2 separate regions of the Macaca mulatta genome follow, and region 1 is linked to region 2. Evidence: chromatin contacts called from public Hi-C data. All regions are on one chromosome and are shown on one strand. Each heading gives the region's core, a stretch centred on a gene start, on an enhancer-like site or on the middle of the called end of the contact. The rest is flanking DNA. Distances are from core to core; before and after follow the strand shown.

Region 1 (2,968 bases), core at 279-2,778, 110 kb after region 2:
TTTCTGGACAAAGCACTTTTAAAAATCCAGGGGGAATATTTCCTTCTTATTTTTGTGACACCACTTTTTGATGAGCAAAGCATATGCCTTATATATTTGTTAACACAAAGACAGACAATATTTCATACATAAACAATAAGATTTTATCAGAATAACCTAAGATGATCTAGATTTGGCCATTTTGTGTTAGCTAAACACGACCTGAAATAAGAACTTTAGCTGTAATAATGTAGTGATTCTAAAATGTAAGATATTCTTTTAAAAGTTTCCTCATTCAGTTGCCTCATGTATTTAGAGGATGCCTCAGAAAATAATCATTGTTCAATAGTGGCTTCATTGACATTTAGCTTAATTTAGTTTCACATCTTAACATTTTTTAGCCTCCTCCAGCTAATTCCATTTAGAAAGTAAACTCTCCTGCTGTGCTGGTTAGTTCCTCTGGGAAGCAGACACCATGATGCAGTCTATCATGCAAGAGATATGCCTGAGAAAGATAAAAGGGAGATGGGCTTAGGCCATATTTGCATGTACTATACAAAAGGTGGAGAACATGCCAATTACCCATGTCAAAGGATTTGGAGGCAGTGAGCCAGTGAAGATCATGCAGGGGCTAAATTCTCTCCTTGGCCACCTTTGACTTAGACACAGAGTGGCTGTTCAATCAATCCTAGCTCATTTGAAACTTCATTGAGCAACAGCAAAGTTAAACATTTACAAGGTCGCACGCAGTCTCTTCTGAATTATAAAGCACTTTTTTAACATCCACAATGTCAAGAAGGCAAACTGAGGCACAGTTCATGGACAGAGCCAGGCAGAGCCGGGAGCTCTTGCCCTCCAACGGGCGATCCTAACCCAGCACATTCATTCCCTTCCCCTCCCCCTGCTCCAAAGCTTGATGTGTGTTGAATACACTCAGTAGTTCTCAACATGTTTTTTCCTTACAGTTCTTTATTAGCAACATTCATTTAGGTTTTGGACTCTTGTCAAATGTAATGTGAATGGAGACCAGATGCCTTTTCTGAACTCAACAGAACAAGAGGAGAGTCACAGAGCCCATCTTGCCACAATCAAAACTAGAGCTTACAACAACACCCACTGTTGGTGACAGGCTGTGTGGAACAGGGCCAGTGCTGATCTAGCAGTATATGCCAGCTCAATGAGTCAGAAAAATGTTTCAGATGTGCCAGGTTGCTCAGAAATCCCCATCAGTTCCTGGGCAGAATAATTGTTGTGTTCTCCAAGAGCAAGGAACCAAGATGATCAGAAGCAACATCCCTGGGATGGTGTGTGTCATTCGTGTCCCTAGCTGGCAGCAGAGGGTCATTGCTTTGAAAAGGGCACCGTAGACCCACATGAAGGGCTGCAAAGGCTAGGGGTAGGGTATCTGGCAGCCATTCAAAAACACAGGATGGGGGAGAAGCAATTGTGGGAAGGAATTCAAGGCAGACAAAAGGATTAACAGCAAAAAGATGCAGGGTGTAGGGGGATGGATGATTATCGTTTGCTGTGGGTTTAGCAACACTAACATGTTTTTATGAATATTTACAAGAACATTTGGAAGCTGTGTCTTCTGCCCACACAGCCTCCGCCCCCAAGCCTCTTGGTAGGAACTGCATCATATTTAATGAGGTTGGGGGTGGAAGGGGGAACCAGGTCTTCTTTCCCTCCAGGTTGCCATTACCGAGCCTAGTTGCCAAGACTCCCGGGGCAAATATTAAGTGAAGGAACGTTCGAACAAGAGAAGCCAGGCCTAGGTTTCTCTGCTTGTAATATGAAGCCTGACAGGTGATGAAAGGAAATGAGAAGTGAAAGCAACGGTATCAAAAAGATATGAAAGAGATGAAGTGAGAAAGTCTCAGGAGAAAGGTCCATCTTGATGCCGGTGTTCTTGACTTCTTCAGTAGGGTAAAGGAGTTTATCATCAATGTCTCTAAGTTAAATGAACTGTTAACAAAATCCCATCAATTCTCATTTCCTGTGAGTGGACTAACAGGTCAGACTCCTGTCCCTTCTGACTCCTGATGCCTGGCTTTAGTCCACTTCATTCTACCACTACTTCCACCACAAGAGGCTTCTATCCTCATTGATTTTCTAAGTTTTCAATCCCCTAAAGCATGTATCTAATTATGTATTGAGGCAGAAGGGTAGCAGTCAGGACCACAAGTTCTGGAACTACACTGTCCCCAGTCTAATCCAAGCCCCATAACTCTGGGAAAGTTACCTAGCCTCTTTACACCTCAATGTTATCATCCATAAAAAGGAGCTGATAACAGATAAGGGTCAGTGGATGTAAACCAAGGAAAGCATTTGACATGCAGTAAGAGCTCAATAAGTGTTAGTATTATTATTATGGACTATCCTCAACTTTCATGCAACAAGCGTCTTGCATATGACCCATGTTTTCATACATGACGCATTGATACCCCTAAAATACTGAATTGAGACTTTCAAATGTCAGTTGACTCACAGTAGCGTCTAGTTAATCAAGGCACTTGACTACCAGCTACTGAGAGAGAACAGGAGGTTTCATGCGTGGGAATCTCTGGCAGTATTAACCTTGGGACTAACGCAAAGCAAACTTTCTGGCAGATTTGTGATATCTCTTCAGTCATGATCAGCTATATTGTAGAAAATCATAATTACGGTTGTTTTTTGTTGTTGTTGTTTGTTTGCTTTGTTTTTGTTTTTGTTTTGAGACGGAGTATCCCTCTGTCGCCAAGGCTGAAGTACAGTGGCACAATCTCAGCTCACTGCAACCTCTGTCTCCCGGGTTTAAGCAACTCTCCTGCCTCAGCCTCCCGAGTAGATGGGACTACAGGCACACACCACCATGGCCGGCTAATTTTTGTATTTTTAGTAGAGATGAGGTTTCACCATGTTGGCCAGGCTGGTCTCAAACTTCTGACCATGTGATCCACCTGCCTTGGCTTCCCAAAGTGCTGGGATTACAGGTGTGAGCCACCGCACC
Region 2 (3,066 bases), core at 473-2,972:
ACCCTATAGAGTACCAGCTGATCTTTTTCAAACATTTAGAGTGCATTCATAAATCCCACTTTGCTCACTCTTTAGAGGTAGGTTTGAGAGGGGTTGGGAAACAAAATAATTTCTCTGTAGACACAAGTAAATTACAATTAAGCAATACAGCTAATATGTCGGCAAACGCTGGAAAACCTAAAAAACACTACACTTTGGGCGCCTGCTGCATGATGCCGTCATAGCTGGGGCACAGTCCTGGGATTTCAGCAGCTGCAAACCTTCTCCAAACTGCACAGAAAAGCAAGAACAGCACCGCTTTCCTCTGTTATAGAGGTTTGCCTTCCTTCCTTTCTTTCCTAGGATCTGGCAAATAACAATGCCGAGGCAAGCCGCTCTCTCTAAATCCAACCAAATGCTGCTGCCATGCAAACTAGACAGTCTGCGTTGTTTCTGAAGGCACAGAAGGGAGATATTGACAGATATTTCAAGAAAAGAGCCACATACGTGCCTTTATTTAGACTGTTCAAAGTGCTGTCACTTAAACCAACCTTTAATAATTTTTTTCTTATCTCAACTATTGCAGTTTTAACATCTGTACAATTCATTGCTTAATTTGTATGTTGTAAAGTATATTTCCTACAACTTTCCCATTTGCTTTTCCTGTAGTTTAACCAGTCGTGTCCTTTTCATCCAAATGCAGGCAAATGCCAGTATAAACTGTAAGCTCAGTTCTCCATGGTCTCCAGTTACTGCATGTCACATTGTCTTAAAACTTATGAAGAGAAGGCACAGATTTATTTGAACTCTCTGATACTGTGACAGAAAAAAAAGAAACAGTTTTGTAACAATAATATAAATACCAGGTCTAAATTTATTTTGAGGTTTGTTAAATGGGTTGGGGGGGGCATAATTCCCAAAAGTGAAATTTCAGATTGTAATAAATAGTCACATGCCACTAAATACTTGTAAATATTTGTGCTGGTTTTGAGACAGTGTGCCCCATAAAACTCCAAGATGTGGTCGAATGTATTAATGTTGATCTAGACAATTCAGGTTTCTCTATATATTTAACCTCCACCCCTGCCATGGCCTTGTTCATTTTGATTTCTAAGTGACTTGGGTATGACTACAAAAAACTAAACATATATTTAAATAGGTACATATAGGCATTTCTTTTTTGCCCTTTCTAACTGCAGATTATGACGTGAGCTATGATTATCCATCAAAGTAATTTCCTCTACCCACTCCCTCTCTCATCCTCCTACCCTCCACATTTGAACATGCTTCTCTTTTCCTTGGGGCTCCTGTTCAGCTTCCTGCAGCACAGATCCCTGCTGCCTCGGCAGCCTGGAAAACAGCCTACAGTGCAGCTCAGTATGGCAGCACATCCCCACAGCCTGGGTGTTTTTCCAGACAGTTTGAGAATGATTCGGTATTGCATGAGTTAAAAAAAATTCCCCCTGGAAAAGCTAATTATTGCATGCAGATACTTCTTTGTGTGATCAAGGAGGGGACAATTTAATAGGCTCTGTAATACAACCAAGAACAAAATTGCTTTAAAGGAAGTCTCTTGTTGAGTGACAACTCTGTTGCCTGAGCCAATTAGGTCCCAATAAAGAGTGTTGAATTGGCTCCTGCTTTCTCATTAATTATGTTCTGTCACAGACATGGGGCTTGATTTAGCAATTTTGTATTACATTAAGATACTGAAAGGCCGGGAACAAATGGCTCACTCTGATAATAGGCATTCTCTACACGGTGTGACATTTACTATCCAGCTGTCCGTAAGGCAGCCTAGCACTTCAGTTCAGGGGTTTATTTGTCATTGCTTCAAAGGGACACTCAGCTTTTCACAAAAAAAGAAACAGAGAGGCTAATAGATAGGACAAAATGTACTGCTGATATGCTTTATTAGAGATAGGATGCTAGGGTTTTGCTAACAAGCTCATCCGTTGGGACTCAGCCGACTTTGCTGCCAATCATCCTCTACACAAAGGCGCACTAGTTAACAAGGAGAAATGAATTACAGACACTTATTCTGCCGGTGGGATCACAAATACACCAATCTGTGAAAGAGGCACAAACTCCAGAGACAAACTACATATTTGTCAATAACCTCCTAGAAAGAACCCTAGTAATTCTCTGAAGACCTTTGATTTAGCTTCCCTCTAAAATACATGTATAGGAAATGTTTTAGTTACCATGACATTCTTTCTTTGTTATTTGTACAAATTTTCATCACATTAAAAACAGAAAGCTGAGGAGGTCTGCAAATGTTTTAGTAGGTATCCATACACTACTTTTCATATCCCACCACGGGGAACTGCTGCTTTGGTTATTTCATTAAGAACAACAGAAAATTAAATCTTTAAACTTTAGGTTTGAGCTGTAGTCCACCAATGCCATAGGAAATAATCTATAACTCTGAATTTATCGTGTATACCAATTAAGAGGACAGGGTTAGGGACCGAATGAAAACCAAGTCTCTCTGCTTAAATAATTAGATGACTTTTTAAATCATAAATATGTGTGTGTGTGTATGTGTGTGTATATTTATACACACATAACATTTTTACGTATATGTATATGAATTTACAATACATAAACATGAACGTAAATCAATGTCTCTATATATTAAATATGGTAAAACATTGTATATGTTGTATTTATGAAACTAAGCCAAATCTCTGACGGTGGCATTGATCAACATATTTGCCATATATATTATTTAAACATTCTCCTGCAAATATATCACAGAGAAGGACCTATTGTTGATAAAAAAAAAAAAAAAAAAAAAAAAATCTTCAAGTGAAGCTTACCTACTGACCACATGAGATTAATCAAATCTGAATATGTCATTTTGGGTTAATTACAAAACAGCTCTCCAGAATAGTTCCTAGAGACAATACACTGCATTCATCTGATTGCAGGCTGTATCAATTCACTTAATTTAGTCTTCCACCATCTTGGATGATAGCAACTTTAGGCTCAAGTATGGAAGAGATGAAAGAATAAAGAGGCTAAAAGGATTTACAAGACTTCCTTTCCTCAGACAGAAACTCAAAGTATGTGAAGGCCTGTTGA

The links. Hi-C and Micro-C count contacts between places; a contact is called where the count stands out from the background.
Region 1: a contact with region 2 is called in a Hi-C map of fetal cortex germinal zone, with 2.0 times the contacts expected there. The contact joins two enhancer-like sites. A contact is called at or near these places in 2 of 14 Hi-C or Micro-C datasets (fetal cortex germinal zone and fetal cortical plate).

What each region holds. Positions count from the first base shown.
Region 1 is chr7:103,502,918-103,505,885 of T2T-MMU8v2.0, forward strand. No RefSeq gene overlaps it. Among named protein-coding and RNA genes, the nearest start is that of G2E3, 160 kb to the right of the region's middle. Within about 2 kb of position 1,529, at least 12 of the 40 cell types and tissues checked have an H3K27ac peak or open chromatin away from gene starts, as enhancers often do. A contact at or near this core is called in fetal cortex germinal zone and fetal cortical plate, where this site is marked.
Region 2 is chr7:103,396,364-103,399,429 of T2T-MMU8v2.0, forward strand. No RefSeq gene overlaps it. Among named protein-coding and RNA genes, the nearest start is that of G2E3, 260 kb to the right of the region's middle. Within about 2 kb of position 1,723, at least 9 of the 40 cell types and tissues checked have an H3K27ac peak or open chromatin away from gene starts, as enhancers often do. A contact at or near this core is called in fetal cortex germinal zone and fetal cortical plate, where this site is marked.